7 separate regions of the Mus musculus genome follow, and regions 2, 3, 4, 5, 6 and 7 are each linked to region 1. Evidence: chromatin contacts called from public HiChIP or PLAC-seq and promoter capture Hi-C data. All regions are on one chromosome and are shown on one strand. Each heading gives the region's core, a stretch centred on a gene start, on an enhancer-like site or on the middle of the called end of the contact. The rest is flanking DNA. Distances are from core to core; before and after follow the strand shown.

Evidence for each region. Promoter capture Hi-C pulls out the DNA fragments that hold promoters and counts their contacts. HiChIP or PLAC-seq counts read pairs in DNA pulled down with a chosen protein or histone mark.
Region 2: a promoter capture Hi-C map of pre-B cells shows a contact between it and region 1, with 3 times the contacts expected there. The contact joins the promoter of Ppme1 here to the promoter of Relt in region 1. A contact is called at or near these places in 6 of 39 promoter capture datasets (the 3T3-L1 cell line, the C10 cell line, hematopoietic stem and progenitor cells and 2 more), 1 of 484 Hi-C or Micro-C datasets (CD4 T cells), 2 of 115 datasets of contacts at active chromatin or transcription factors (fetal liver and memory CD8 T cells) and 1 of 9 other capture datasets (adipose tissue).
Region 3: a promoter capture Hi-C map of embryonic stem cells shows a contact between it and region 1, with 3 times the contacts expected there. The contact joins the promoter of Arap1 here to the promoter of Relt in region 1. A contact is called at or near these places in 5 of 39 promoter capture datasets (the C10 cell line, the HPC-7 cell line and embryonic stem cells), 1 of 484 Hi-C or Micro-C datasets (granulocyte-monocyte progenitors), 5 of 115 datasets of contacts at active chromatin or transcription factors (acute myeloid leukemia, bone marrow-derived dendritic cells, large pre-B cells and 2 more) and 1 of 9 other capture datasets (liver).
Region 4: a promoter capture Hi-C map of stem cell-derived epiblast-like cells shows a contact between it and region 1, with 3 times the contacts expected there. The contact joins the promoter of Stard10 here to the promoter of Relt in region 1. A contact is called at or near these places in 8 of 39 promoter capture datasets (the C10 cell line, epiblast stem cells, erythroid cells and 4 more), 2 of 484 Hi-C or Micro-C datasets (B cells and embryonic stem cells), 10 of 115 datasets of contacts at active chromatin or transcription factors (astrocytes, bone marrow-derived macrophages, effector CD8 T cells and 6 more) and 1 of 9 other capture datasets (adipose tissue).
Region 5: a promoter capture Hi-C map of hippocampal neurons shows a contact between it and region 1, with 3 times the contacts expected there. The contact joins the enhancer-like site here to the promoter of Relt in region 1. A contact is called at or near these places in 10 of 39 promoter capture datasets (the 3T3-L1 cell line, embryonic stem cells, hippocampal neurons and 4 more), 3 of 484 Hi-C or Micro-C datasets (B cells, the N1E-115 cell line and nephron progenitors), 14 of 115 datasets of contacts at active chromatin or transcription factors (acute myeloid leukemia, bone marrow-derived dendritic cells, bone marrow-derived macrophages and 10 more) and 4 of 9 other capture datasets (adipose tissue, embryonic stem cells, liver and 1 more).
Region 6: a contact with region 1 is called in a FOXA1 HiChIP or PLAC-seq map of pancreatic cancer cells. The contact joins the enhancer-like site here to the promoter of Relt in region 1. A contact is called at or near these places in 10 of 39 promoter capture datasets (the 3T3-L1 cell line, 3T3-L1-derived adipocytes, HPC-7-derived erythroid cells and 6 more), 3 of 484 Hi-C or Micro-C datasets (cortical neurons, myocytes and palatal mesenchyme), 5 of 115 datasets of contacts at active chromatin or transcription factors (bone marrow-derived macrophages, embryonic basal ganglia, memory CD8 T cells and 2 more) and 1 of 9 other capture datasets (liver).
Region 7: a promoter capture Hi-C map of pre-B cells shows a contact between it and region 1, with 4 times the contacts expected there. The contact joins the promoter of Ucp2 here to the promoter of Relt in region 1. A contact is called at or near these places in 9 of 39 promoter capture datasets (the C10 cell line, the HPC-7 cell line, the SN4741 cell line and 5 more), 3 of 484 Hi-C or Micro-C datasets (CD8 T cells and natural killer cells), 27 of 115 datasets of contacts at active chromatin or transcription factors (the 230-238 cell line, the HPC-7 cell line, T-cell acute lymphoblastic leukemia and 22 more) and 3 of 9 other capture datasets (adipose tissue, liver and pancreatic islet).

Annotation. Positions count from the first base shown.
Region 1 is chr7:100,861,178-100,865,429 of GRCm38.p6, reverse strand. Relt (RELT tumor necrosis factor receptor) reads left to right here and starts at 2,017. Exons shown (of 11, transcript NM_177073.6): 1 at 2,017-2,136.
Region 2 is chr7:100,369,983-100,374,234 of GRCm38.p6, reverse strand. Ppme1 (protein phosphatase methylesterase 1) reads left to right here and starts at 2,339. Exons shown (of 14, transcript NM_028292.2): 1 at 2,339-2,512. The coding sequence starts at 2,412. It overlaps C2cd3 (C2 calcium-dependent domain containing 3), which reads right to left and starts at 2,002. Exons shown (of 33, transcript NM_001017985.3): 1 at 1,739-2,002. The coding sequence starts at 1,793.
Region 3 is chr7:101,346,344-101,350,595 of GRCm38.p6, reverse strand. It overlaps Arap1 (ArfGAP with RhoGAP domain, ankyrin repeat and PH domain 1), which reads right to left and starts at 2,527. Exons shown (of 34, transcript NM_001040111.1): 1 at 2,397-2,527. Gm35219 (a long non-coding RNA gene) reads left to right here. Exons shown (of 5, transcript XR_003946844.1): 3 at 1-2,749; 4 at 2,858-2,954; 5 at 3,036-3,675. Stard10 (START domain containing 10) reads right to left here. Exons shown (of 7, transcript NM_019990.5): 7 at 3,970-4,252.
Region 4 is chr7:101,318,914-101,323,165 of GRCm38.p6, reverse strand. Stard10 (START domain containing 10) reads right to left here and starts at 2,053. Exons shown (of 7, transcript NM_019990.5): 1 at 1,814-2,053; 2 at 1,133-1,452. The coding sequence starts at 1,339.
Region 5 is chr7:101,294,509-101,298,760 of GRCm38.p6, reverse strand. It overlaps Atg16l2 (autophagy related 16-like 2 (S. cerevisiae)), which reads left to right. Exons shown (of 18, transcript NM_001111111.1): 4 at 1,528-1,601; 5 at 1,753-2,004; 6 at 2,188-2,253; 7 at 2,527-2,640; 8 at 3,840-3,902. Among named protein-coding and RNA genes, the nearest start is that of Atg16l2, 5.5 kb to the left of the region's middle. Within about 2 kb of position 1,885, at least 69 of the 459 cell types and tissues checked have an H3K27ac peak or open chromatin away from gene starts, as enhancers often do. A contact at or near this core is called in forebrain, hippocampal neurons and pancreatic islet, where this site is marked.
Region 6 is chr7:100,428,806-100,433,057 of GRCm38.p6, reverse strand. C2cd3 (C2 calcium-dependent domain containing 3) reads right to left here. Exons shown (of 33, transcript NM_001017985.3): 21 at 2,740-3,008; 22 at 2,232-2,321; 23 at 485-1,087. Among named protein-coding and RNA genes, the nearest start is that of Gm10603, 38 kb to the left of the region's middle. Within about 2 kb of position 1,752, at least 77 of the 459 cell types and tissues checked have an H3K27ac peak or open chromatin away from gene starts, as enhancers often do. A contact at or near this core is called in bone marrow-derived macrophages, hematopoietic stem and progenitor cells, neural stem cells and 2 more, where this site is marked.
Region 7 is chr7:100,491,204-100,495,455 of GRCm38.p6, reverse strand. It overlaps Ucp2 (uncoupling protein 2 (mitochondrial, proton carrier)), which reads right to left and starts at 2,098. Exons shown (of 8, transcript NM_011671.5): 1 at 1,991-2,098; 2 at 1,081-1,242.

The sequences.
Region 1 (4,252 bases), core at 768-3,267:
AACTCGGAAGCAGAGAACATTCAGGCAAGTCTGAGCACGTCACTGCTCCCCAGTGGGTTTCCACCATGGACTGTGATGTGGGGCTCTGGGCCCATCCCCAGATTTGGGGGAGCACAGTTGACATTGAATGTATTGGTTTGTTTTTGTTTTTTGTTTTTCCAGGACAGGATGTCACTTTGTATCCTTGGCTGGCTTGCAGTTCACTATGTAGACCAGGCTGGCACAGAACTCAGGGAGATCTGGTTGTCTCTGCCTCCAGTGCTCTGGGGTTAGAAGCACAAGTCACTAGGCCTGCTGCGCTCATGATTTTGACACCAGTAACGTGGAACTTTTTCTGCCCTGTCCCCAAAACCTGGGCTCAGCCAGGTTAATGGAAACTCTCCCCTCCCTCTCGTCTCTCAGGTGTCCAGTTCTCCTCCTGGAATTTCCCAGGCTCTGGGGACCTGACCTTTCCTTTCCTTTCCTTTCCTTTCCTTTCCTTTCCTTTCCTTTCCTTTCCTTTCCTTTCCTTTCCTTTCCTTTCTGTGGCTCAAATTCTATGACTTAATTTGTTTACCAGCCCACCCATTCCCAACAGACATATTTACTTCCTCAACCTCTTCCGTGAGCTGTGATTATCCTGATTCCAGCCAGGCCTCTGTCTCCCGCACTGGGCTCCTCTGTGCTGTCCGAGTTTCATCTCATCCTGCTCTCCTGGCCACCTTAGATTCTTTGAATGATGCTGGGGGAGTGGGAAGGTAACGGAAGAGAAGGCTGTGGGAGCTGAGATGTGCTACTGCTAGTGCCACCGCACCACTACTGCTACTACCACCGCACCATACCACACACGGGCCCAGTTTATAACCATTGCAAGAGTGCAATGGTTACTTACTGCCTGGCTTCTACAACGATGTCTCATAGTGTTGGTCACTCTTTTTGTGTTTGCTTGCTTGTGAAACAATGTCTCCATATGTAGCCCAGGCTGGCTTGGAACTCAGGAGCTTCCTGCCTCTGCCTCCCAAATCCTGGCCTCCCAGTCCGTTACTTCTCCTGTCCTCCACTGGACACTGCGATGGCTGGCATTGGTGATAGAAGAGTGGGACCGCTGGTGTTAGGGGAGAGGATTGTCATTGTCATACCTACTTGGGGGAGGAACCAGCTACCCTGAAGGAAGGGGTATTTAGGCCAGGTTCCAAAGGAATTCACCAGGTGAGCATTCCTTATAGTCTCTCTTATTAGCTAGGTGGGGGATTCTAGAAACCAGCTTGGGTCTCATCCAAGACACTGAGGGTGCTCTTACCCACAACCAATTCCAAAGACTATTCCCAGGCAGTGGCAGCTGTGGCCCTAGTTACACAGGCAATGGTGACAGGATCTGAGTAGCATTCATGTCTCAAGCACCTTTTCGCTGCATCACACAAGCCCAGATTTCTTGGTTCGGAGCACACACACACACACACACACACACACACACACGCCCGCACGCGCGCGCGCACACACACACACACACCACACACACACACACACACACACACACGCCCGCACGCGCGCGCACACACACACACACACACACCACACATACACACACACACACACACACACACACACACACACACACACACACACGGCCGCGCCTCCCTGATGCGCCCCAAGGGATGCATGCGCACACACACACACACACACACCACACATACACACACACACACACACACACACACACACACACACACACACACACACACACACACACACACACACACACACACACACACACACACACACACACACACACACACACACACACACGGCCGCGCCTCCCTGATGCGCCCCAAGGGATGCATCTGAAGAACATCCTAGTCGTAGCCCCTGCAGTTCCTAGGAGGCTCAAGAGGTGGCGATGCGGAGCAGCGTGGCCTGGCGGGAGAATCGTGAGCCCTTGGCCCGCAGAGGGGCTCGGGGTTAGGGGCCGCAAGTCGGAGCTCTGACGTCGGGGGCGGGGCCAGAAGCCGTGACGCGAGGGGAGGGGCCGCGCAGCTTCCCGGCCAGGCCGGCGATTCATTCAAAAGGCGCGCAGGCTGCGCGGCCGGCCCCGAGCGCTCGCCTAGCGGGGCCCCGGCGCCGCGTCGGACGCTGAGCGAAGCTGGTGCTGCGGGCCAGGTAAGGAGGGTGCGCACGGCCCTCAGCCCCGCTCCGCTGCTCCGAGGAAGTTCTCCTGAGCGGCGGATGCGTCAGCCCCGCTCTCCTGCCCAGTCCCGTCCCATCCTGGTGCTGTCTACGCGTCCCGGAGCCCCCGGGCTGCGCGTCCTCCCGGCACCGCGCGCGGCGCAGTCTGTCAGAAGGTGCGCGAGAGGAAGCAGCGGAACTTGGCGTGCAAGGGGTCGGGGGAGCCCGGGAAACTTGGACTGACACCAAAGGCCGGCTGCGGGACGGGACGGCGGCGCCTCGGTGCGGCTGCAGCGCGGGGCGGCCGGGAAGGGGGGGGGTGTTCTGAACGGTGTCAGCCAGTGACTGTGGGTGACACGGCGCATGAGGCGGCCTGGCCCGGGCGAACGTGTGGCTGGGACACTGGGCGGTGACGCCGAGCCTAGCGGGCGACACAGAGGGGCTCTGTGTGTGAGGCAGGCAGAGTGTGTGTGATTGTGTATGTGAGAGACCCCAGGTCACTGGGGTCACTGTGTGTGGCCGGCCTGTAGTGTGACCCGGGCTAGTTGTGAGTATAAGGTAGAACAGAGGAACCCTAAATAACTTAAGCAAGCCCTGAATCACGGGGTCATAGGGTGCATGTGGGACGGGGTGGGGGGGGAGGGAGGAGAGAGAGAGAGAGAGAGAGAGAGAGAGAGAGAGAGAGAGAGAGAGAGAGAGACTGTCTGCCTGCCTGCCTGCCTAGGATAGAGTAAGACAAGGAGGAACCTGACACCTTCCAGTGTTTGAGGGGCCAAGGAAGATCAGGAGTCTAGGGAATAAAGATCTCTCTCCAAGACACCCTTAGAGTTCAGTTTAGTGAGTTTGCACGCAGACATGACCTAGCAGAGGAAGCCAGAATTGGGTGGGCTAGCCCCTCTGGCACAGAGAAGACCTGAGGTGGTCTCAGTCTCCACTCCACTCCACGCTCACACACACACACACACACACACACACACACACACACACACACTGAAGTCCCCAACATCTAGCAAGGCACTGTGTATTCTGTTTTGTGATCAGATCTACCCCTGCTAAGCCTCAGTCTCCCAGTCTGCAGAGAGGTGTGAATAGCCTGTGAATCATCACTTTGGGATCCTCTATTGTTTTTGGGTCAGTCTTCTCCATTCTCCTCTCCCCTCCAGACAGAAAGACTGCAGTGGGGGTGGGGGCAGGCGTCTGCTTGTGACACAATGGAGTGGTCCAAGGTTCCCATGTGTTGGTGAACAGTTGGAAACAGTCTTGCTCACAGTTGGTCAAGAAGATGTCAGGCTCCCACTCAAAAGCCACTGGCCCTTTAGATACTGAAACCTCAATCCAAAGACACTTCTCTACCCAGGTCTCCTTTTTCAGCCCCCTGGTTGGAAAGAGAGGGAATATTTGTTCTCCGGCAATGAATGGTCTGTTCTGATCTGGTCTTGGAGTTCTTGCTTGGTCTCTGGAAAAGGCCATTCTGAGACTCCTGCTCCCACAAGAGGGGCAGTGCCTCAATTTATGTAGAATGGGTGGCATCTGGGCTCCCTAGCTCCAGAGGTGGCAGTAGCGATGGGGTACCACATCTGATAGAAGTAGTATGTGGAGGGTCTGTTTTTGGTGACCCTCTGGAAGGGGGGCTTGACATTGGGGTGGGGGACAGTGACAGGCTTTCCTTTAAACACTTCATAATGTGCTGTTTTGTTGAATCCTTACAGCGGTTCTAAGATGTGGTGACTCTTAGAGGAACTGAGGCCCAGAGAACCACAGTGGCTTGTCCAAGGTCACATAGACTCAGGACAGTGCCAGGACTGGGATTCAAGCCTGCCTGTGAGGTGCTTGGAGAGGATCACCACTTTCCTGGTAGTTGCTCTTGGCATATCTGAGCTCCCATCTATCAGACTTGGGCTGGCAGGCCTGGTAGGCCTGGCACAGGTGCCCCAATTGAGTTTGTAGTGAGATTCGCATGCCCACGTGGCTAACAAATTGCAAGTGGGCGTTTTTAGTCTTCTTGTTCCTTCTCCGCCTCTGAGCCAGAGATCACCAGGAAGACCTATCTCCTGCCTTTTAGAGCCTGCAGCTGGTCTTGGAAACATGTATCCTGGCTCTGAAGTATCTG
Region 2 (4,252 bases), core at 1,090-3,589, 490 kb after region 1:
ATCTGGTCCAACTATGGAAAACAGAATTTTCTGCTTTTTTTTTCTTTTTCTTTCTTTCTTTTTTTTTTTTTTTCTTTTTTTTAGACATCTTACTAGGTAATCCTGGCTTGTCTGGAATTCACTTACTTAAAACTGCCTGGCCTCAAACTCGCAGAGATCCACCTGCCTCTTCCTCCTGAGAGCTGGGATAAGGTCTATATACCCTATATATTCTTTGAATGAAAAATAAAACTCAGTGTCGACAGAGAAGGCTTTTCCTAACAGAACTGAGAAGTAACTAGAAAAACAGGCCATAAAATAACCTACCTGGTCACTTATGTTAATCCAAACTTTTCTTTAATTGAAAGATATTATTTGAAAAGCATAAAGACAATAAAACCAGTGGACAGATTTTAAAATCTCCGTAGTTGGAAGTTTTGTTTAATACTGTTGTAAATCCATAGTTGACCACAGTTAAGATACGTTATCGTGGGAGAGGGACTCTGTGAGGTCGGTAGAGGGGGCAGCAACTGGGATGTAAAATGAATAAATAAAATAATGGAGAAGATACATTATTCTTAACCTCACTCTTTTTTTGTTCTGTTTGTTTGTTTTGAGACAGGGATCCTCAGTGTAACCCGCTCTGGCTGGCCTAGATTTGATTTGTAGACCAGGCTGGCCTTGAACTCACAAAGATCTGCCTGCCTCTGCCTCCCAAGTACTGGGCTTAAAGGCTAGCCCACCACAGCAGGCTCTTTATCTCACTCTTAAATTGTCTTTGCTGTCAAGACCATACAGTCAAGGACAGAGACTAACATTTTTAGGTTTGCTGCTACCTTTGGTTCTGGGTTCAAAATGTTAACGTCAAATCTTACTAGAGTTCAGAAAGGTGATGAATAATATGTAAATGAAGCGATCAGTTACAACTCTGGCTTTCCTTTCAGTCAGTACCTTTTCTGAAAGATTTAGAGAAGACTTAAAAACAAAACAAACAAACAAACAAACAAAACAAAAAAAACCAAGAGTTTTTCTGCAGGCGGATCAAGTTCAAGGCCAGCCTGGGGTTCATAGGGCCCCCTTATAGGAGCTGGATAACTAAGAGGATTTAAGTTGGATTCAAGTCATTCTAAGTGAGGAGCAGTCCATATATGCACATATGTTTCCATTTCAACGAATTATCCCTGCGCTTTATGGTAGATCTTTTTCTTCATGCTACAGGACACAAACTGTTTTAGTTGAAAAAACTCCTTGTATTGATTCCTGATGAGATCTCAGTATATTCTTATGAAGCGCAATCGCTTCCCAAGGAAAAAATCAGAGAAGTAGAAGGGTATATATATATATAAGTGGTTTTATTTGCTTTTTGAGTAAGCTTGGGTTACAGGTTTCACGATGTCCTCTATCACACACCCTTTCACCATCTAAGGTTTTTCCGGACAGAGTTATGTCCCTTCCCCCTACTCCGAATACCTCTAACACACATACGTGTATCCCTGTCGTAAAAAGAGCACGTTTAATTTTGTTGTTCTCCTATCCGTATCTATTAATCCTCACTTGCCTCATTTATCGACCCTCAGGCGCTACTTCCTTTCCATTCTTTAAAAAAAAAAAAAATTCTCTTAACTTTCTGGTTCCCTAGTTAGTCTCTCTTCCGTCCTCTTTTGTTTTGTTTTGTTTTGTTTAACCGGAGCGGGTGGAAGTCTCCTTAGAATTCTTTAGCCCTTTTATGCTTTTCTCAACCTTAAAGAAATAAAGTTACCTCTCTTTTTGCGCCCACGGCCGCCCCCAGGCCCTTGGCCTTTCCGTTGTTTCATCCCGAGCCTGGGCCCTTCGTCACAAATTCAACGCAGGTGCCAGCTCCTAAGCTGTACGCTCCCGCCATCCCTTCCCACGGCGCCTGCGTTCCCCGGCAACGGGCGCCGCTGGGAAGCCTGGGACGCAGGAAGAAACACTCTTTCACCAACAGTTCCCGGAAAGCGGTGCCAAAAGAAGGCGCCAATTAGAGCCCCTGCAAATGGACTACAACACCCATGATGCTTTGCTTCCCTACCTTGGCCAAGTTGGACCAGGGCACCTGCATCTGCGCAAGCGCAAATTGATACACTATTTGAGGACTTCATTGTCCAGCATGCATTGCCTTCAAGAGGTCTCTTCCTGCTAGGGTTGTCGAGTTCTCTGATAGGAGTCTGAGAGATCCGCAGACTCCGTTACCCAGTTTCCTTTGTGCGAAGGCTGTTGCGCACTTCCGGTGGAAGCGCTGCGGCGAGGGGGCGGGGCTTACTGAGCCAGTGGGCGGTAGGCGGCGCTGCCGGTGGCTGGTTGCTGTCCAAAGGCGACTGGGCGTCGTTAGAGGAGAGAGCTGTGACCGGTTGTACTGCACGTATCGTGGGACGGACCTTGGGCCACTGTTGTCGACGTGCGGCCTCCCTTTGATGTCGGCCCTTGAAAAAAGCATGCACCTCGGCCGCCTACCTTCTCGCCCTCCTCTACCCGGCAGCGGGGGCAGTCAGAGCGGAGCCAAGATGCGGATGGGGTACGTGACTTGTACCACTCTCCCAGGAGACCAGGCCCAGGCCATTGGAGATTGGTGTCTGGGCATTCAGAGTGCCACGGGAAGGGACGCTGTGAATTGGAGGAAATGCTGGCCTTGGCCTGGAGGTGTTTAGATAGAGTAGAAGGTAGATTTGGGGACTAGGTGAGGCGCTAAGGGAGTAGTCCACTGGAGGACTGATAACATTGTTGGAGAAGGGGAATAAGGACAAGGTTGAGAAAATGAAAGGATAATCTAAGGGATGACGGGAATCAACTCTAGAAGTGATGAGTCTGGGAGAAAGAGTGAATCAGTGAGATGAGGAGAAATCTGGCATCGTTGAGGGGAATAGGGAATGACTGAGAGAAAAGTTGACGGGTTTGGGGAATCAAGTAAGTGAGCCAGGAGTAAGAAGGTTTTTACCTGAGGGTTATAGAAAACATCTGAGGCAAAGACTAGGGAGTAGAAGGTTCTAGAGAAAGTTTCCAGAAGTGTAAGAGTCAAGTTCAGAGAATGAGGGGGTGAATCAGAAAACTTGGAGAATAGGCCTAAGGAAAGACAGAGAACATGGCTAGGGGACTGTTATCAAGGGAGTGAGCCCAGAGGCTAGGGAAATAGGGGGGGTGTGATGAGGAAGACAGCTGAGTTTGGAACAGTGACCACTGATATCCCAGAGACTGAGAAATAATTTCGAGTAGGATTTGTTAAATGGAAGCACTGGAGAGGTAAAATCTGAAAACCAAAGAAGATTTTGTCAATTGTTTTGTTTTGCCAAGCAAATGGGACCTGAGGGAAACTATCTATTGGTCTAAGAATTAGACTTAGTGAAGCACTGGGAGTAACCACTTAACAATAAAATGGGAGTAAATGGTTTGCTGGAAAGGGAGTAGGGCTTGAGTGTGTGTGTGTGCTTATGTGTGTGGGTTAGAAACATTTATTAATTTTTGTGGTGTTGAGGCTGGAACCCAGAACTAGATAAATGCCACATCACTGAGCTACACTCCCAATATAAAAGCTGAGCTAATGAAAGAAACTTTAGAAATTTAGATCCCTGACAGGCTGTGTCATTTATAGTTATAGGATGCTTGCCTGCTGGAGAAATCGTGATAGTTGAACATCCTAGTAAGAGCTGCTGGAAGGCAGAGAGAACTGGATAGTCATTGGGCTATTTGGAGGACTACTGATGGTAAAGAGAAAAGAGACCTATGTTGGATTTGGGATTGGAGAGAGAAGCTGGTAGATATATTTCAAGAATTTCCACAGACTGACCAAAAGGCAAGAAAAGATGTATGCAGTTCTGTGAAGACTGAGTATAGGAGATGAGAGAGAGTCCTGCTATTAAAATGATTGGTAAAATCTGAATCCAAGAGGTTATGATCTATAATAGAAAAAAATTGACTGAGGAGGCATAATAGCAGGTAAAATGGAAAGCTTGTTATAAGATAAAATAAAGATTGGTCTCGAAAAGACATAAAGATTGAACTTTTAACATAAAGAAAATTTGGAAGCTGACCTATACCATTATTTTGGAAAATTAGCCTGAAGTATAAAAATAAATGTAATGATTCTTCATGTGTTTTTTTTTTTAGTTATTAATTTTTTGGGGGAAGGGGGGGATATGGTCACACTTTATAAGCCAAGCCTAACCCTGAACTCTTGATCCTCCTGCCACACCTCGCTTAGGAGCTGTTTTTTTCCTAATTACAGTTGGATCTTTCAGTACACTGGCACTCACCTGTACAG
Region 3 (4,252 bases), core at 1,278-3,777, 480 kb before region 1:
TGCTGTCCCCAGGGAGCCCCAGTTGGAATGGACAGGTCTGGGGGGTCTGGCTTGGGGGAGGGATAGGTGGACATGAAGCTATGTACTCTGTCAGAACTGGCGGGAGGGGTCCTGGTGTAAAATGTGAGCTCTGTGAAAACTATGCATTGAAGGGAACTTTCTATCTTTACTATCAGACATCGGGTTGTCATTCTGAGCACAGAACCTTTCTCTAAAACACAACATCCTCGTGCTGTCTGTGGAGGGACTAAGTCTGGCCTGATGGACTTGAAAGGAGTTGAGAGAGGCTGACTGTCATCCATATACCATGTACATGCTCCTCTGAGAAGGACATCCTATCAGTCCCCTCTGAAAGAGTGAGAGCCCAGAGATCTGAAGCAAGGTGGACAGGGCAGCTGTAGGACAAGAGGTACCAGCCCTCAAACAGTCCAGTACCCAGTTCAGGCTTCCAAGAGTTAAGACCCACAGCAAAAGGGGGAGGCAGGGTCAGTGCTGGACAGGCAGGCCCAGAGCCCAGGGCCTGCCTCCCCTCCCCCTCCCCTAGGAACAGAGGCCACTTGTTTGGGCATTGGCGGCTGGCTTTGAGCTCAGCCAAGAGAGTGGAGTGGGGAGGGAGAAGCCCTAGAGAATATTAGAGACAGAGGTCCTAGGCCTGGATCACCACTAGCCAGTGCTAGGCTCTCCGGCTCCCCTTTCCTTCACTCTGACTCTGGGCAGGATTCACACTGGCCTGACTCTTGGTCTGTCCTTGGAACACAATGGCAGGCTAATCATCCCACCCTCGGATGTGGAAAGGGGACTCTGAAAAGGACGGAGTGTGGCAAAGTCAGACAGGGCTTGGTAGCAGTGCTAGAACTCCAGATGCCCATACCCCATCTTCATAGACGTCCATAGAAACCTGCCCTGAGCCTTGCCATTACCCGGAACTGACAACCAGGCTGGAAGGCACTGCAACTTGCAGCCCACATCTGAACCCTGAAGTCTCACAGAACACGGGGACTTGGATGAGGAGGAAACTTGGTGGGGAACACCTTTGCCCAGAAACTGACTCTCCTCTGCATGGTGGGGACCAAATAAGGAGGCCTGAACGTCCAAATGAAACCTGGGGCGTCGGGGCCATCACCTCCTCACAGCCAGCAGTAGCCTGCCTGGGACATCTCACTTGTACCCTATTCCAGTGAGCAAACGGTCACTGGGGAGCAGGGTCCCCAGGCCGGGGTCTAAATAAACTTTAGCCAGGTATAAATCCCAAGGATGGGTTCTCTGCACATCCTCCCTTGCCACCCCTTACAGCCACACCCACATCCCTTGCCTCTCCTCCGGAAGGTTATCAGTATCCCTGCTGTGCGGCACAAGCTCTGCCCTCACCTTGCAGCCAGTCTTAGCAAACAGCCACTTAACTACCAAGGCTCATCCAGGCATCCTCTCCTCCCCAGGTCTGCACCTGTCCACGCCTGTCTCTGGGTTCTGCTGAATTTCTTCTACCCTATAATGACGCTGCTAGGAGCCTAGGCTTCCCTTAGCAGGACAGTCACAACTTTCCAAGTACAGGTTATCAGGGTCCCCTGGACCCAACAGTAGTCAAATCCTTACCTGAGCATCCCCAAGTCTAACCCTGAATCCCGAACCCCCAGTCTAGGCATTAGGGAAGCTTTCCCTAAGACACTGAATTTAGAGAAACATAAGTCAGACAACCTGGCTCCTAATCACCCAGCACCCAAATCTACCCACGGAGATCTGTGTCCAAACACCTACCCGCCTCCTCCCCAAAAGCCCCCATCCCCCGCTGCACTGCAAACCTGCTCTAAGCCCATCCACCCATTCCCAGCCTGACCCCATTCAACGAACACACCCCTTCTTTCCTGGCAACTGGGCCAGGTAAGCTCTAGAGAAACCATGCCCCCATTAACTGGTGGGGAATTGAGGTGCGGAGGACGGAAGTAGCTTGCCCAAGGTTACCAACACCTCAGGTCCAGGGCTAAAGTCCTAAAGCTTTGCGAGGCTGTACCAAAGCCTCAGGTCCACGGCTAAAGTCCTAAAGCTTTGCGAGGCTGTAAGAATGTCCGGGGTAGACTAGGTAGAAGTCTTCATTTCTCAAGTGGGAAAGCCAAGCTGCCTGACGCTACTGGCTCCGGAGCCTGCAAGCCCTAAAGCAGAAGAGCTGACGGCTGAAAGCTGGTGTCCACCAGCTCACTTTCTCTGTCCCTACGAGTCTGGCTAGATGACTTCACCTCCAGAGGCGACCCCACTTCACTTCATCCCCAGGCAAGAGCGCGCACCAGATGACCCCGGGAAAATTGAGCGGGTGGGGGTGGGGGGCTCACCATTCCCTTCTGAGGAATGGGGGCAGTGCAAGCCACAACTGGCGATTGGGAGGTCCCAGCAACCTCACTGACCTGTTTTGAGCGAAGAGAACTCCACGAGGTGGGACTCGGGGTCCCGGTACCGTCTGTCACACGCGGCCGCAGCCAACTCGCGGCAGCGGTCCGGGCGCGCCCACCTCGCTCGGCGCTTCCGCCCGCCCCACGTGACACCGGGGGACGTGAGGGCGGGGAACGGGCAGGGAGCCGGCCGGTCCCGCCCCCAGCCTAGTCCGGATCTTCAATACCCTAGGCAGACCGGACCGCCGGGTTTGTGTCTCTCCTTTATCCTTAGCTTGCTAAGGCTTTGAGGCTCATGTCTAGTCTATCCTGTCCCTGCTGAGACTCCACGGATCCTTGAGTCTCCATGCCTCGACACCCCTGTTCTGGTGAGTCTATCCTCTGGGAGAGGACACACACACAACCATTGGAGGCGGGACAACCACCTTCCCTGGGAGTCCTGTGCACCATTCTTAGTACTCTGCTTCTGTCCCCAGGACTGCATCTCCCTGCAGAAGGCGCTGGGAAAGGCCCACCAGAGTCTGGCAGCTTCTCACCTCCTCCCCAGAGAGATGAAATCCCTAGACTTGGCAGGTATTTCTGGATCCTGAGGCTAGCCTCTGGGACCAGCCAAACCAGGGGCCTTAATTTAGCTGGGCTTCCATTTTTCCATAGGAACAGTGGGCATATTTGGAAGAACAGTCATCAGCAGGGTGGGTCAAGGGGCTTTTGCCCTGAAAGGAGGAAGATGCCCTTTAATCAGAGCCTATTACATGCCTGGTCCAGTGGTGAACAATTTGTTCTGATTAATTAAAAAAAAAAAAAAACTCACACTTGCATAAGGGTAAAAATTATCACCCTAGGTTATAGGTTAGGAAATGAGAGTCTGACATTCTCAGGGTGTTCTCAAAGCCATTATGGGCAGACCTAGGGCTGGATGTTCCAGGTGACAGGGTCCTGTCCAGGCCTCTCCACAGAAACTGTTCTCTGGGAAACACTTGACTGTTAGCCCAGTAAGGTTTTCCACTGGCAGGGCTTTCCAGGAGAGGTGAATAGGGTCAGATCTTGAGTTCTTTCCAGACCCCAAGTTCTTGTGGTGCCAAAAATACCAGAGAAAAGCAGGGCCTAAGACTAACTCTGGGACTCGGCATCCCTTGGACAGCAGAGGCAGCCCAGGCTTCCCTCTAGATCTCAGAGCAGCTAGGCATAAGTGAGGGTTGACACTTGGTCAGGGGACCTCACGATTCCTGTGACCAGCCTAAGGTCTTTAACACTAAGTGCAGTGGAAGTGTCTTCACCAGTACCCACCCCTCCCCCTCCTCCAGTACCCACCCCTCCCCCTCCTCCAGTACCCACACCTCTCCCTCCTCCAGTACACACCCCTCCCCCTCCTCCAGTACCCACCCCCTCCCTCCTCCAGTACCCACACCTCCCCCTCCTCCAGTACCCACACCTCTCCCTCTTCCAGTCCATACCCCCCTCCCTCCTCCAGTACCCACCTCTCTCTCTCCTCCAGTTCACACTGCCTCAACTCAGTTCTGAGGCCTTCAGCCCTAGTCTTTGACCTGTGAGTCCCTCCCCTTCTTTCTGTGATGACAGGAGCCAGTCAGAGTATGCCAGATCAACTGTTTAAAGCTAGCTTGGACCAGAAGTCCATCACACAGTAGAAGCCTGACCTCAGGTTAGACCAGCTCCTCTTAAGAGCCCTGAAAAAATGAGCAAACCACCTTTGTGACCAGAAAAATGAATGTGCAAATGAACGAAAAGAAAGGAACCACAGGAAAGGAGGGGGCAACAAGCTCCACCCTACGTTACAAGACGCCTATAGGGACAGCAGTCCTGTGAACAATAAGAGTATTAAGGAAAATAACTGTAGAACAGAGCAGCGTGGG
Region 4 (4,252 bases), core at 804-3,303, 460 kb before region 1:
CCAGCCCAGGGTCTTTAAGCCTGGGAAGAGACTCAGAGCAAGGAGGTAGCCACGGAAACGCAGAAAGAGTCAGTTAGCAAGGGCAGACGGAGACAGACACAGAGGGCAAAGGGACAGCAGGAAGAGCAAGCCAGTTGTGTGTGTGTGGGGGGGGGGGGCAGGTGGATAAAGCTATAAATGATTAGGGCAAGGCAAAAAGAAGCATAGGGCCAGAGGAAAAAGGCCAGCACCTCAGGCTCTGGTATAAAGGTCCTAGACAGAAGGGACCCTGTTAAGACAGTCCAGTGCCCTGGACCCTAAGAATAGGAATGCATCCGTGACAGATCCAGAGCAGCAGGAGGGTGCAAGGGAATGGCCTTCCAAGAGCTCTCTAAGGGGAAGTTCACACCCTGCAATGTGGCACTCACAACCAAACCACACGTGTAACAAACAGCTACTGAGACCCCCTAGACCAGAATCTCTGCCTCCATCAAACCCCAAGCTACCCTGCCATGACAGAGAGAAGAGAATCATGGGGCAGGGAGGAGGGGGATGGCAGTGAGGGGCTGATGAGTACGTATCTGCCTTCTGAGCTGGTTTCCCTTGACACTAAGACCCTGCCTCCTCTAGTGCACCCCCAGGGTGGCTCAGGGCAAGACAGCAGTCAGGAGCTGCCAGCCACAGTCCTAAAGGCCTGCTGCAGGCTCAGAGCCTGATAGAGCCACTGGGCAGGGACAGAGAGGACTAGAGGAATTGAGAAGGAAGGAATCTCATCCTCTGCACCCAAGAGTGCAGAAAGTAGAGCAGAAGACCCATCGCGGGCTAGAGAACCCCGGGTGAAGGAGGAAGTGGGCCGTTCACCTACCTAGTGGGTCAAACTAAGGGTCCAAGCAGAAGCTACTCTGAAAGACAGACCTTTGAGAGACACTATTCCCCTAAGTGTACCTGGCCATCACCCATCTCCCAAACACACAGGCATGCCTAGGTTAGAACCCGGGTCATATGGCCCATGTGTGTCCTCTGGTTTATATTAGGAGACTCTGAGCTCACATGCACCCCTCTATGGGTCCCTGGTCTGAGTATGGGCGAGGAGATTCCTGTGAGAGACAGTTCGGGAGGAGTGGAGGCTGCAGGTACCACAGGGCAATCCTACCTTGATCTTGTGCAGAGTTCGATCCATCTCCACAGCCTGCACCCACACAGACACGCCGGCCTTGCTGTAGGTCAGGTTCCAGCCCACCTCGGCCTCACACTCTGACCGGAAACTGCGGAAGTCCTGGTCATCGGGCACCTGGACACTTTCACGGCCCAAGGCGGGCCGAGACCCTTGGGGTTCTGTTGAGGCAGCTGGCTTTTCCATAGGGAGCGTGGGGAGGCCCGGGGCCCTGGTCCTAGTCCGACTCTCCTGGGTCCTCCGCGGAGGCTCAGACAACGTCGACGCGGCTGCAGATGCTGACGCCACCTTCCTGGGACCTGCAAGACCGGTTTGGGGACCAGAGTCAGTGCGCTGGGGGCGCGGGTGGGGCTAGCCGGGGTCCCGGACCAGCGGACAGCTTGAAAAGGGCAGGTACTGGCCCCAGGCGGTTGTGCACCGGCACAGGACAGTCACTTGGGCCACCCTCCCACAAGGAGCGACCTCATACTTCCCTGGAGCGGCAGTAGGATTGCTGCGTAGCGGGTGCAGGAGCCCGCGAGAGCCGGGCGGGACTCTGGGGGATCGCAAGTGCGGGTCTGGCACGGAGTCCTCGCGCGGTGCTGGCCGGACTCGCACAACTAACTCAGCAGCAAGCCGCGCGGGGCCGTGGTGGGGGCGGGTGTGGTGGCGGAGTCTCACCTGTGCGGGCTTCTCTGCCGGGGCCCGCCGGGGCCGGTGTGCGAGCTCTTCCGCCGCCGCCGCTGCCTCCGCTGCCCGGGCGACCGGGGGCCGCGCGGGGACCCTGGGGGGAGGAGCAGTGGGTCCCGCCGCCGGCCCCGCCCCGCTCCGCGCCCCCCGCCCCGCGCGCCCCCTCCGCCCTCCTCCCTCCCGCTAGGCTCGGGGCTCCCGGGCTCCGCTCGCCTCGCTCGGTATTTTCCAGGCTGCGGAGGTAAGAACTGCGGGAGCACCGAGCCCCGCCCCGCCCCGCCCCGCCGGGTCCTAGCGCCCGCCCCCGTAAGCCCCGGGGAAGGGGCAAAGTCCGGGGAGAGATGTAGACTATCAGAGGACCGGGGACCTGTGAGCAGGAACCACATAGCGAAGTAACAAAGTAGCCTGGGCTCTCAGAGTAAGGTTGAGGTGCCAAGAGAGATTCTGGAAGTTAACTGAGAGCCTCTTCTCTACTCTTCGCTCCCACCCTTGCAGGTACACGCTTCTGCAACAGCTTATTCACACACACAACACTTCAGAGATTCAAGGGTGGGCACACACCCTCATGACAATTGAAAGACTAACTAGCAGGAATAGGGATGACAGCCCCTCAGTAACTAAATTAGAAATGGCGACAGCCTGCAAGCCCCAAGAACCAAGAGCATAACAAGCCTCCTCCACACACCCAACTCAATTTTCCAGTAGGGTGTGCAAACCCAGCCGGAAGTTGATCCGACTTTAAAGGCTCAAGGTTCAAAGGCTGGCCAGAATTTGGCAAAATTTCCACTTCAGCCTCACTCTGGCCAGAGAGAGGTCCTGAGCCAGCAACCTCTTACATCCCTATTTGGCAGCTTCCAAACCCACCCCTCTTTAGCTCTCAGCCATTTACCCACACCTCCCCTAGGCGAAGACCAGTTCTCAAAAGCACAGGGCTGCAGAACACTGGAGCACAGGCCCCCTCCACCCCTCTGTAGAATAGAGTGGACCAGAGCTCTACTCTGTAGCCTGATGTAAATTCTGTCCACTAACTCTTCTGCCTACTCTTCCATTCTGGGAGCCCTGTCCCATCTACCCAGTGAAAGCTAGGGCCAGGCCAGTATGAGCATGGCAGTCTTGTCACTGTCTGGGCCAGAGACGAGCAGGGAAAGCCTTTGGTGTGCTCCTCTGGATATTAGGAGCAATAAGTGACTACCACTGACCTAGTAGTACCAGAGTCTGCTAATGGCTATTCCCACCAGTGCCAGAGTACCAAGCCTCTGCCACCCAGGCTCCTTCTGTGCCCTCTGCATTCTCCCCCTGGTCCCTCAGAAGTCACCTCTTATCTCCACCATGTAGATTTCTTTTCTTACAGGTGTTAAAAGAAAACCGCAGACTCAGCACTGTAGGTTCACAAATAGATGTGCTTTTTTTTTTTTTTCCCTGAAGTGCTCAGGGCTCTGAGATCTTTGTAAATCATGCCCACTTTTAAAATAAGCAGGAAACTGGATGTGGTAGCACAGACCTATAATCCCAGCTACTCAGGAGACTGGGGAGGAAGACCCAAAGTTTAAGGCTTTCCCTGGGCTGCATATTCCGTTCAAAACCAGCACAGGCAACAAAGTAAGACTTTGCCCCCCCACCCCAAAATGTTTTTAAAGGCTGCCGGGCAGTGGTGGCACACACCTTTAATCCCAGCACATGGGAGGCAGAGGCAGGTGGATTTCTGAGTTTGAGGCCAGCCTGGTCTACAGAGTGAGTTCCAGGATAGTTAGGGAGGCTGTAACTTTGTGGTAGAGCCCTAGGTTTAATCATTGGTAAATAAAAAAATAAAAAATAAGTCAGGGGCAAACAGGTAGCCATGATGGGTGTTCTACAAAGTGGCCCTGAAAGGTGTTCTACAAAGTAAGTCTTCTAAAACAAAACAAAACTGCAGGTCCCCATCAGTCCTGTGCAATGACCTCAGATACCCAGGCCTTCCATCAGTGTGGTAGGAAGTGTCAGCTAATTGCACGCACACCCTCTGAACCCACACTCTTTAGAAGTGTCTGGGAATGAGTAGGTGGCATTGGGGGCTGGATTTGGGCTTGGGAGGCCCCAGACACGAACTCTTTGAACCTCCTCTGCCCAAGTCCACCTTCCCCAAGCCTCGGGGTGTTTGTGATACCAATACTCCCAGGCTGGCAGGAGGCCCGAGGGGACCTCAGCAAAGCCAAAGATTGCTCTGTGAGATGGATCTTCAGGGACTGGCCATGAGGTAGAGATAGCTAGCAACCGTAGCCTGATGGCTTTTTGAGCCCTGATAGCCCCAATCTTGGCAGGTTGCAGGCAGCATCAGAATGCTAAGCCTCTCATGCCCACCTCCAGTCCTGAGTGGTGGGGAGATAAGGCTGGGGTGAGAGCAGAAAGTGGCTGTGAAGACAAACTGACAGGACCTCCCCGGCCCTGAGGTGC
Region 5 (4,252 bases), core at 636-3,135, 430 kb before region 1:
GAGTGTGGCCATAAACAAGACCTGGTCCTGTGGGTTTCCATGGAGACTGTGATGAGCCAGTAATCACAAGTCATTATAGCATGCCTCCTCACCTGCCCAACACAAGGTGGGAGCGGGTTATGAAGACATTTGAGGGCCTCTCCCCAGTGTGCTATGTGGTTATAGTTTGACAGTGGTGTGACATTATTACAAACAGATGATATCATGTAACCATCCTGATATTGCAGTGTTTGTTTACAAGATCGTTTTCTTGATACCTCTTTTTCATCACACTGGAACATCTTCAATCCTTGGCAACCACTAATCTGTTTCTACCGCTATCTATCATTTGAACTTTGAAAGCAAGTGACAAGGGAGGGGGATGGAGATGGCAACTGGCTTTCTTAGTGATGAAAATGATAAATGAGCTGGAGTGGTAAAGGCAGATGTCTGTGAATTCAAAAGCCAACCTGATCTACAAAGTGAGTTTCAGGATAGCCAGGGCTACACCTGGCTGCACAGGTTCCCCCTCTCCAGGCCTCTTACATGAGGAGTTGTGTCAAGGTAGGTGAGCAGCCCTGGCTTGCTCCTCAGGCCCTGAGGAGAAAGAATTGGGAACAAGTTAGTAGGAAGAGTAGCCCCCTCAGCAGCCCGCCCCCAGGCTGGCTGCCAGCAGTTTCTGAGCCACAGGTGTTTGTCCTGGTCTCCACACTGGAGGGCACAGCTTTGCCCTGGGATTTGTTCCTCACCAGGGCAAGGCTGTGCCCATGGATGAGGCTGCATCCCTGTAGCCTTCTCAGTTCTTAGCTGTCAGCTGAAGGGATGCTGAGATCTCCTCAACCCAGGGCTCTAGGACTGAGTCTGGCTCCTGCTCTCCCGTGGTCTTGTTCTAAGTCTTGTGTGTTTCTCTTCTGAGGGCCGCCTGCATAGGCCAGTGGTAGGGGATGGGCTAGGAAGCCAGATGTTGGGAGATGGGAACTAGAACTCACATCCCTTGCAGCCCCTGAGTACACCATTACTTTACATGGAGCTTAATGTAATTAGGTGGCCTGGGTTCAAGTAATCAGGTCTGCCACTTAGCCGTGTAACTTTTTTTCCGGCTACCTCGTGTGTAAAATGAAAATGAAAATGGAAGTGCTTCCTTTAGTGCTGTGGAGGCCGGGTCAGTGTGTGTAGAGTGCTTGGGGCAAAGCATGACAAGTGCCAGCTAATAGTCTGCCATTATTGTAGACTCCTAATAGTAGGTTCTGGCTTACCTTGTGATTAGGAAAGCGCTTCCCTGCCATTTTACAGGTATCAAAATGGAACAGATTCCTCCTGCTGCAGGTTAAATATCTACTGCAGGTGCACCGAGAAAATAAAGGACATCGCTAGTACTGACTCTAGAGCCCTCGGTCTGAGAATTATCCCACGAAGGCAGGGCATCTTTATGCAAGATCCAAACTTATCTCAGCCTGGACTTCCTTGTCAGGAACCGGGCAACGAGGTGGTGGCTGGCTAGGTTCACCCTGCAAAAGTGCCCATGCCACCACCACCTGTCCTCCCCAGATGGCCTACCAGGTGGTGAAGAAGAGCGCAGCCCTAGACACCCTGCAGTCACAGCTGGAGGAGCGGCAGGACAGGTGAGATGAGGATCGGACTTGGTCTCTACCCCTGCAAGGGAATGGGAAGGACCCCCTAGAGCTTTCCTCTGGTCCCCAAGCAATCCCTAGACCTGTGTGTGGTTCAGCGTTAGAGGACCCACAAAGACACCAGCTGATGTTTACTCTGCAGGTTGGAAGCCCTGCAGGCCTGCGTGGTGCAGCTACAGGAGGCGCGGGCTCAGCAGTCCCGGCAGCTGGAGGAACGGCAAGCGGAGAACGCAGCACAGAGAGAAGCCTATGAGACGCTGCTCCAGCAAGCTGTGCACCAGGAGGCGGCACTGCGCAGGCTCCAGGAAGAGGCACGCGACTTGCTGGAGCAGCTTGTGCAGCGTAAGGCGCGCGCCGCCGCTGAGCGCAATCTACGTAATGAGCGTAGAGAGAGGTGAAAACTCTGGGCCACGCCCCTGGGGAGGCAATCTGGACTCGCGTGGTTAAAAGGTGTAGGGAGGAGGGCGAGTGTGGGGGAGGTAAGGGTCTCTCACTGATCAGAAGGATCGGCATAGGCTGTGGTGCCCCATCTGCGAAGCACCTCCTTCAGCCTTTAGGATGCTTTTCTCTCTGCCAGGGCCAACCAGGCTCTGGTGTCCCAGGAGCTGAAGAAAGCGGCTAAGCGGACTGTGAGCATCAGCGAGTAAGAATGGGGAGGGGACAGGGATGACTCTAGTATTGGGGAGCTTCCCTAGGATGTGTGCATGACCCACAGTCTACTCATACCCTACTCCGGCTGGCTACAGGTACACCAGGTGCCTGTGTGCACAGGTCAGGTCACTAGACACGTGTAGAGATAATGTGTGGTCACAAAAGCCAATACTTAGCAGCTAGCGTTTATCACCTGTTCTTTAGTGCTGCGGCAGGGAGGGACGGGCTTCCCCTTTGGTCTTCTTGAGCTGCTTCTCTCTCCCAGGATCCCAAACACTCTAGAAGATGGGACGAAAGAAGAGACTGTGGCTCTAGCTCCTGCCGCTCTGCCTGAGTTCTCAGAGAGTGAGACTTGTGAAAAATGGAAGAGGCCTTTCAGGTGAGCATTCAGTTATTCCCACCTGAGCTGGCTCCCCACCCAGGAGGCTGTCCACATCTTCCAGGATCAGATTTTGGAAAGGCCTGTGTACATGCCAGTACAGGTCTGACCTCCAGTGCCATGAGGCAGTGTTACCCTATTCTCTACTTCCAAGAACCAGTGCCCTTGAGGGTGAGCTATGAGTCTTATAAAAGGGTATCACTGGTAGGAAAGTTAACAAGCCCCTGGGACACTCAGGTGTCCTAGGTTTGCGTGTGTGAGCACGGGAGTGTATGTGTATGTCCACACAGGGGCATAAGCATGTGTGCACACTTAGGGAACATACCTGAGTATGAGCCTGTGTCAAAGTGTGTTCACACTTGAGACCAGATGGGAGCTTGACTCTTTGGCTGCCTCTCTGCTGGCCTCAAACTCAGTGTGTAGTCAAGGGTGACCTTGAGCCCCTGGTCTTCCTTTTACCTCCCAATAGCTGGAATTACAGGCACGTGCCAGCTTTTGTGGCTTCCACTACATCTTGATTGGCCTGTCCTTGGGCTGCCCCTCCTTTCCTTTTTGTGAGCCTGAAGGCTCTTTTCCAGAAGACTTCCCTCCAGGCACCCATGTCCCTGGGACAGTGAATAAAACAGGAGCATCATGAAATGCTGGTTCCCCAAATTCCTGGCAATCCTAATGAATCTAGATATCCCAGCATAAACACTTTCTTGGGTGTTTGGGGGGCTGCTCAGCAAGCTGGGGGTTGCCCTGCTCTCTGTCTCTTCCTTAGCCCTCTCCACAGGAGATCTCCCGGGATCTCCCCTCCCCTCCCCTCCCCTCCCCTCCCCTCCCCTCTGTAGACCAGGCTGGCCTCGAACTCAGAAATCCACCTGCCTCTGCCTCCCAAGTGCTGGGATTAAAGGTGTGTGCCACCATGCCTGGCGTTCCCAGGAGCTTTTCTTGGTGAGCACTTAGGGAATGAAACTCTTGGTACCGTCTTGGTGAGATTCGGGGAGGTGTTCATTGCCAAGGTTCTCCCTCCCTCCACCCTTCTGGGTGAGTCTGTGTCATCCTCTCCTAATCTGCAAGGAGTCAAGTTCTAGTTCCTGCCTTGAGCGAGTGAGCATGAGCTTTTCCAAAGGTCCCTAGCAAAATACAGGGATCAGTGATTGCCCTTGGAACAACCGTGAGCCAGGCTCTCAGTGTGTCTCTTCATTCTGCCCCAGGTCTGCCTCGGCCACCTCCCTGACACTGTCCCGCTGTGTGGATGTGGTGAAGGGGCTGTTGGAGTAAGTGTGTGTGTATACATGTGTGAAGGGACCGGCACCCCCTGTAAGGCTTCCTGAGCATAGACAGCCTTGCTCTGTCCATCCTTTGGTACCTGTCTACCTGTGCATCTTTTTTTTTTTTTTAAGATTTATTTATTGTTATATGTAAGTACACTGTAGCTGTCTTCAGACACACCAGAAGAGGGCGCCAGATCTCATTATGGGCGGTTGTGAGCCACCATGTGGTTGCTGGGGATCTACCTGTGCATCTTGTTGGACTCCACAGGCAGGATACCTCAAGACCAACTCTTTTTTTTTTTTTTTTCTTTAAAAGAATTATTTATTGTATTTATGTGAGTACACTGCAGCTG
Region 6 (4,252 bases), core at 503-3,002, 430 kb after region 1:
TAACAGGAGTAAGCAGTGCGCTCTGCCTGTAAAACCTCACTTTTCCTTTCTGCCTCTGAACCAGTTTAGTAGCGTGTAGTTTCTTTATTTCAGCACTGGGCCAGGGTAGGGGGGAAGCTGAGATGTAGAGAGGCTATGTTTTCTCTCTGAAGACTGATTCTTCCCTTTCCCCACAGGGATCCCAGGATGGTGTGCCCTGTTATTTTACCAGCTCTAAGAGGTGCTCACCAGGAAAGATGAATGTCCTGAGAAGCACCAGGGAAAAGACTATCCGTGGAAGGCGTTCTTCCCAACGCACCCTCAGTGATCACACAGGCTCTGACACACCTGTCAGAGTGAGTCAAGGAGATTCACCCAAGCTCACTGTGCACACATTAACTAAGTGCTACAACACCTTAGGAACCACATTACATGTACAAATCCGATGCATTTATGTACAGAGAAGGTGCTCAAACAGAGCTAACCCTGAGTTAGCTTCACTCACCACTGATAGTCAGTGTCCTTGGAGATTTTTCCCCAAGTCTGGACAGGTCTACATAGGCTGAGCCAATCCAGCTGTCAGTCTGGTGTGGCCTCTCTAAATTGTCGTTGCCATAGGCTCGCCACACTTGGATCTCTAACTTCTCTTCCCTGAAGTACCAAAGCAGGGACTGGCTCCTAGTGACTTCTGCTCTTTTGGATGCCTTGAAAGTAATCAGGACCTGGTTTTTGTTTGTAGACTCCTTAGGTTTCCTGAGAGGAGTCCAAAAGGCTTCTTGATTGTACAGCTTGTAGCGAAGGTAGCAATATGTATTCTTATGAATGTTCATATGACCAGCAAGCAGCACACAGTGGATAGGAAGCCAGAGCCTTGGGGTAGAGATGGTGACAGTGGCTGGCACCTCTTCTTCTTTCTTGACAAGATCCTTTGGGATGCTCTCAAAGCTCCAGCCCAGCAGCTCAGCAGCTTCCAGTACCCTCTCTCTATCTCCCGGATGTGCGAAGGAAACAGAAAGCTCCAAGCCTCCTACAATCTTCTGCATCAAGTCCAGGTCCTGAGGCAGGCCTTTGTCTTCTGGTAAAATGACAGGATACCATCCTGTGATCCCTTATGGGGAAAAGGAAAGAGCTTCAATCACTGTCTCCAAAGAGAAAACACACCGCCTCTTTACATCTGATTCCCCACTACCCTGGCCCAGTGCTGAATAGAAAACACCCATGCCGGGAAGTGGTGGCTCACGCCGTTAATCCCAGTACTTGGGAGGCAGAGGCAGGCAGATTTCTGAGTTCGAGGCCAGCCTGGACTATAGAGTGAGTTCCAGGACAGCCAGGGCTACACAGAGAAACCCTGCCTCAAAAAAAACAAAAAACAAAAAACCCAAACAAACAAACAACAACAACAAAAACAACAAAGAAAAAGAAAGAAAGAAAGAAAGAAAGAAAGAAAGGAAGAAAGAAAGAAAGAAAACATACCCACGCTGGGTTGGGAGCCTGCGTTCCTCTGACCACTGAGACCCAGTGAGATTAGACAGGAAGGACAAGGCTAGAAATTGGAAGATTTGAGTTCTTTCCTTGGTTTAGACTCCAAACTAGTGGTTTGTTCTGGATAAGTCATTAATCTCCCATAGTGATCTTATTTACTCAAGTTGGTCGATTGCTAAATGAAACAATGGCTGAGGAAGTGCTTTGAAGGGAAGTGCTATAGAATCTGAAACACTGCCCTGGTATTGTGAGTGCAAAGGAAAGGGAATGGAGCAAGAAGCTGTATCCTGGGCCCAGTGCCAGGCCGGGCCTGTTTGTTCAGGCCTCTACGCAGTTATCTTTATTCTACTGTAGTGGAGAACAGAGAGGCAAAGGAATGGGTAAATGATGACTACACTGCAAATTGTGAAAACGCAAACGCAATAGCAATGTGGTTCTGGCCAATTAGCTTCTTTGAGATCATCTGGTCTGCCAAATGGAAACAGTGCTTCTTTATCCTGCTGGAAGTTTACTGTAAGGTCAAACAAAGCCCAAGGAACGATGTTACATCATGCCATATATGCAGAAGTACTGCTACTGTCTTCTCAACATGGCACCAGTTTTCCTAAAGTAGGGTGAGTATGACCTCTGACATTGGGACAGTTTTTACCATGCCTGAGAGAACTGTGAGGTACCTGGGTGAGTTCATAGCATGTGTTAGGGGACAGAATTCCTTGTGTATTTTGCAATGGGAGCTAGACAGGATTACCTCATCATGACAACATCCTTACCAGATCTTTTGACCAGCAGATCTTTCGTTGGAACCTTTACTATTCCAAGCAGATAATCCTTGCACGACTGGATACTGGTTATATCACTGACTGTTGAGTGAAGCAAAAATGAGGAGTTACTGGTGGGCACTGAGGCCTCTCTGTTTACAGTAGACTCCTAGAACATTTCAGCTCTACACATATATCAGGGCTGAGACAATGCATTAGGGATTCTCCTGTTCCCATGCTAGTCAGAGTCTGAAGGTCTTTCAGGCTGTTAATCACACCTTCCTTTTGCAGGCACACGGGAAAGTGCACAAACCTCCTGAGCACAGAACCACTCTCACTCACACTCATGCACTAACATCTGAACACTCTTTCATGAACATGTCACGTCTTACTTTTGCTCTGGCCTTTGGAAGTTGTAAAGATTATAACTCCTACTTCTCAAGTTTTCAAGTATTGCCTAGGAAGGAATATGCCATCCGAAAGAGAGCCTTATGTCGTTCTGAAGGCATTTGCTGCTTACCTGATTTGGTATTTTCATGATAGATAGCAAAAATAATTTCTGCAAACTCCAACAGCTCTGCCAGGAAGCAGGCTTCTCCACTACAGTGCTGAGTCACCAGGTTACACGGGAACTCAATGTGGTGGGAGAACTCAGGGCAGAAGGAGCAGGCCACAGGGCGGGTTTGGCGCTGCTCCCCCTTGGGCAGAAATGAGAGATGGGCGGTGACAGAAGCATTGACTCCAACGGTGGCGCTAAACTGTAAAGCGGGTTCCTGCTCAGCCAACGCCCTGTAGGGGACAAAAGGAGATGAGAAGAAGTTACCCCGACACATTAGAAATCTGCTTGCGTGCCCAGGAATTATCTCTGCTAGTCCCACACCATCCTGAGCATGCTTAGCAACAGCTCTCTATCGAGGCTTTTGGCAGTGCCGTAATGTGCTTTCTTAGCAACCTAGATCTGACTGCACATTTACATGGACGTTCAGGGGGTAAAAAGCTGGAAGAAAATATTAAAACTTGTTATTATATATACTAAAGCTTATCTGTAGGACACTTTTCATAATGTATTTAGCATATTAATATAGATGTACCTGAAGATAATTTATACATAAAAAAGCACACCCCAACTTGAAACTATGCTAACTTTTAAATTAAAATGCTCAGTTAAAACTGGGATACCACTGCTACTAAAAATGGGAAACTCAAAAGTTTTAATGTAGGGAGTAACCTGATTAAAAACTACCCTGAGGTGCTGGATATAAGGTTACCCTGTCACTATAATAAAGTGAGACAAAAACTAGATTTCTTTACTATCTTACTTTAGAACATACCAAAGCAAGATCAGTCTGTAAACCTAACACTCTTGCATAGCCTGGGTGACCCTTGTAGCTTAACAGGTTCAACTTTGACTCTCGTCTCGCCTGCCCTTCTTCTAGATAAAATGTAATAAGAAAGACAATGCAGCAAAGTGTTGTTCCTTTGGGCCCTTTCCCAGATGAGCAAATCCCAGTTAGATGCTCCAAGTCCTCTGCAGCCCTCTCTGCTTCCCCCTGGTGTTTACTTCCTGTCACTGCAATTAGCAGTAAACCCAACTTGTTCAATGAAATTGATACCTGTGATCTTAGTGCAGCGCCTTTAGTGTCATTTGTTATTGGCAGATGATTATGACCAATTTTATTAGCTCTGGTATTTGGGGTCAGAGAAGGCTCATCAAGCTCTTGTAGAGAATCCTGGTTCTGTTCCTGGAACCCACACCGAGTGGTCCACAACTGCCTGTAACTAACTTTTAGCTCAGACACCTTCTTCTAGACTCCAAGGGTATTTGAATGAACATGGTACACACACATCAAATAAAATAAAATTTATAAATATTGCTTGAAAGAAGTTATTTTTAGTACATTTTCATTATCTATTTTTGTGTGTCACTCATTGAGGTCAGAGGACAACTTCTAGCGGTTGTTTTCTCCTTCCATATGTTGCATTCCAGGGATTAAATTCAGATCATGAGGCCTGGTAACAAACACCTTAACCCA
Region 7 (4,252 bases), core at 849-3,348, 370 kb after region 1:
TGTCTCCCGGTTTTTCTCAGTCTCGGGCTCAGATAAGGCCCTTCACAATGGAAGCCCTTTCTGACCAATTAAACAGTTCTGAGACGCTCTGGGCAGACCTCCTCTGTAGGTATTAGTGCATGAGTCTGATGCAGGCCTGTCTAATCATGAGCTAAGTGGTAGAATGTTGTGAAGTCCAGAAAGACGAGGTCTCAGTTGCTGCCAGATCAAAAACATGTGGCTCAGCTGCCAGTTGCTGCCAGATCAAAAACATGTGGCTCAGCTGCCATTGTGAATGCAGCGTAGGGTTTGCCAAAGGTCGGGTCCTCGAGGGTTGGGACCAGAGGCAAAGATCACCTGTACTAAAGGTTTCTATGACTAAAACGCAGGCCTAGAAAGATAATCCTGTCAGGCACGGTCTGCATCTAAAGCTCCAGGGCAGCCGAAGAGAGGTCCTGAGATCCCGACCCAAAATGAACCAACAAAAACAGAATCCACTTTATAGGACCGGACAACCACTGGAGGCAATAAAAAAACAACACCCAATTTCTAATCTCATTCACAGGGACATCAAAAGCTAGGACAAAAGAAAAAAAAAAAAAAGAATGGAAGCTCAGACCAGCAAGATGGCTCAGTGGGTAAGGGTGCTTGCCATTGGGACACAGATGGTAGGAGGCCTGAGTTGTCTTCTGACCTTCATGTGCGTGCCACAGCACCCGTGTGCCTTTACATAAACGTGCATGCACACACATGCACACGTGAGCACACACGTGAGCACACATACACACCACATACACACACACCATAACACACACACACACACACACACACACACACACACACACACCATAAGCTTCTGCCCCAGCTCTGCTGTTGACTGCCAAGGCCACCTGGAACCAGTCCCCACCCCACTCAGGTTCTCCCCTTATACACTGGGGTCCGCCATCTTTACGGGCCAGAAGGTGATCAGGGATGAAGAAGGGGATTGCTGAGCTGTGAAGAGGCTCTCATCAGGGTGGGAGGAGGGGAATTTTTATTGTCTTGCTGAGCAGCCCTAGGCCCCAGGCCTGAGAGAAGGCTTCCTTAGCCGGGACTCCTTACCTGGAGGCTGCTTTGAGGTCTCAGGCTGAGGCCTCCAAGGTCAAGCTTCTCTAAAGGTGTCTCGTTCTTCAAAGCTGCCGGTGGCTACCATGGCCCGATCCCCTCGATTTTCCATAGAAAATGGCTGGGAGACGAAACACTTAAAGTTCATACTATTGTGTCCTGTGGGGGAGAGGAAGGAAGCCAAGTTTAGAAAGGAAGATTGTCTTTGCAGGACCACCGCCCTGCAAGGAAGGGTCATCTGTCACACAAGTCCTTTCAGACAGCCTTGCTGGGAGGGACCCATGCAAGGCTCAGTTCTCACTCAGAGCAGCCAGGGTCTAGGGGAAGAACTCAGGAGTCTTTACTCCCACACGTTGGCTCACTTCCAAATTTGTTTCTCAGACAGTTATGTAGACAGGCAGCTGTGCTGTGCCTGGGGGATACAGTCACAAAACTGTTGAGTGGAGCATTATATCTATTTGTGTTGAATCAGGATAAGGCAGGTCCAGTCTCCCTGTGTCCCTACTTCCACCTCCGGCAGGCAGCCACATAAGATAGTGTAACAAAGGCCAAACAAACTCCAAGGCTCCTCCAGGCACAAACAACCCTTGATACAAGAACAGGCTTTAGGGCACATGGCCCAGAGCCTCCTGGTGACAGTCATTCTGATCTTCGCTGACGTGAAAGCCCCTTCCCCCACCCCGCCCGGGTCAGGCTGGGAACATCGAGGCTGAGGGGAAGAAGTAAAGAGATGAAGGTTTTAACCTTCGACCAACTGGACGTCAGAGGCAAATAACAAAGGGCGTATTTAGGAGGAAAGAAACCTAGAGAGGGCAAATTAGGACTCCAGGGAAGGGAAAAGAAAGAGAAAAGACAGATGGAGTGGGAGAGAGCAGGTGCGGCCAGCGAAGGGATGGGGCACGCTCACCGGACCGCAGGAGAACACAGGAGTGCAGAAGGCTGTGTCCGACGGCGGGAGAGTGGTGGCTGCCCAGGAAGCTGGCGACCCGACGACACCGAGGGCGGAACTGACAGTAGCTGCGAACCCGCGCCTACAGAACTTAAGTCTAGAGGGCGTGGTCGGGGCGTGGCGTGACGAGGCGGAGCCAGGGCGGCCCACGCCCCCGGGTGAGGAGGCGTTTCCATCTGTGGTTGCCTGAAACCCCTAGGTCCCCCCAGAGGCTCCAGTCTCAGATCTTCCCCTTCTATTCCCGGGGCAGACAATCTCTTTGTGAGGACAGGCAGACTGACTGGCCAGCTGCTCTGGATCGCGACCCCTTACCCCTTCAAGTCTCCCCTCCCCCTCCCTGCAAGGCACCTGGGGACCGGGCGGAGCGCGGGCTTCGGGGACCGGAACAAACCCGGGTGTGGTGACGGGGCAAGGCTGGCGTTCCCGCCTTCTGCCGCTCCCAGTCAGGTCCCGGGGGACACTGGCACCTAACGGCTGGAGTGGGGCGAGAACACCTGGCCTCCCCTCCCCTCTGCACCGAGTGCAGCCAGGCTGGCGCCCCGCAAGGAAGAGGGCAGGGCAGAGCCTCGCCTGTTGCACTCCAGCCCAGCGAGGACAAACTCAGCAGGTGGACGGGACCTCAGCGAGATAATGGCCACGTAGGAGTGGGGGACGTGAAAGCAATACTTGGGCCCTGTGTCGGGGACTAACGTGCATTGTGGGGGTAGGAAGCAGGTCTCAATTTGCCTCAATTTGTGTTCAAGCTTTGGTACTCTCCGTCGGTTTCTTCTTTTGTTTTTATCCTCCTTAGCCCCGGAGTTTTAAGAGATTAGATCAGGGCGTGGAACCCTTTTTGCTTGCCTAGGAATTAGGCGCCCAAGAGCAGGAAGCCGGGGACCAGGGGTCCGAATATACTATAATAGAAGCTCAAGTAGGTTTGGGCTGCTGTGGAAAGTGCAGTGGGAGGAGGGGGCTGGGTGAACGTTTGTGGAAAGCAATTACTATGCATCAGGTAGGCGGCGCAGGCACCTAACGATAATCTTTCCAGGTCATCATTAACCATTATTTTCCAGAACAAGAAAGTGTGAGAGGCCCCAGACCTTAATAGGACCCCAGACCTTAGCACATCTGACTCCATGATGGAAGTACCATTCAACTGTAAAACTCAGCACACAGACAGAACCATCAATGTCCATCGTTCTGGAAAAATCTCTAAATGTACTGATCTTACCTTTTGGCTTCTGTGGTTCCACTACTGGCTAACTTGTTTTGTTAGCTGAAGTATGTCACCCTAAAACATGGGTTTTGTGCTTAAAAACGTACCCAGGAAAGGATCCTGAACACCCAGTGTGGCTTTATTAGCCAGCTGGCTTACTTTAAACAAGACTAGATAAAATAAACCTTCACTATCAAGTGGCAAAACCCCATAGCTGGTGGGTGGATAGTGATCCCAACATAGCTGGTGGTGATCTTACAAAGCTGACAGTACTCTACTCTGCCCATTGCTCACTCGCAATGCACCCAATAAACCACTCTTTTAAAAAATTGGTGAAGGGGCTGGTGAGATGGCTCCGTGGGTAAGAGCACTGATTGCTCTTTCGAAGGTCCTGAGTTCAAATCCCAGCAACCACATGGTGGCTCACAACCATCCAGAATGAGAGCTGACACCCTCTTCTGGTGTTTCTACAGTGTACTTATATATAGTTATAAATAAATTTTTGGACTCGGAGCGAGTGGAGCCGGAGTAAGCAGAGGTCCTGAGTTCAGTTCCCAGCAACCATGTGATAGCTCACAACCATCTGTACAGCTACACTGTACTCATATACATAAAATAAATAAATCTTTTTTAAAAATTGGTCAAATAAGAATTAAAAGATGTGGGGCTAGAGACAGCTCAATGGTTAAGAGCACTGACTGCTTTTCCACAATCATCTGTAATGGGATTTGATGCCCTCTTCTGGTGTGTCAGAAGAGAGTAGCAGTATACTCACATATATAAAATAAATAAATCTAAAAAAAAGAATTAAAAGATGCATTTTCTCATAGATGAATGTGTGAATTATTATGGGGATGGCTAAAACTCTATTCAGTATACTACACTGCATATACCACTACTGAAAAATAACTTATAAATTATTTAATATAATGTAATATTTAAAAGAAATAATAATAATTGTAATTATTATTTTCTGAGACAGGGTTTCTCTGTGTGACAGCTCTGGCCGTCCTGGAACTCCCTCT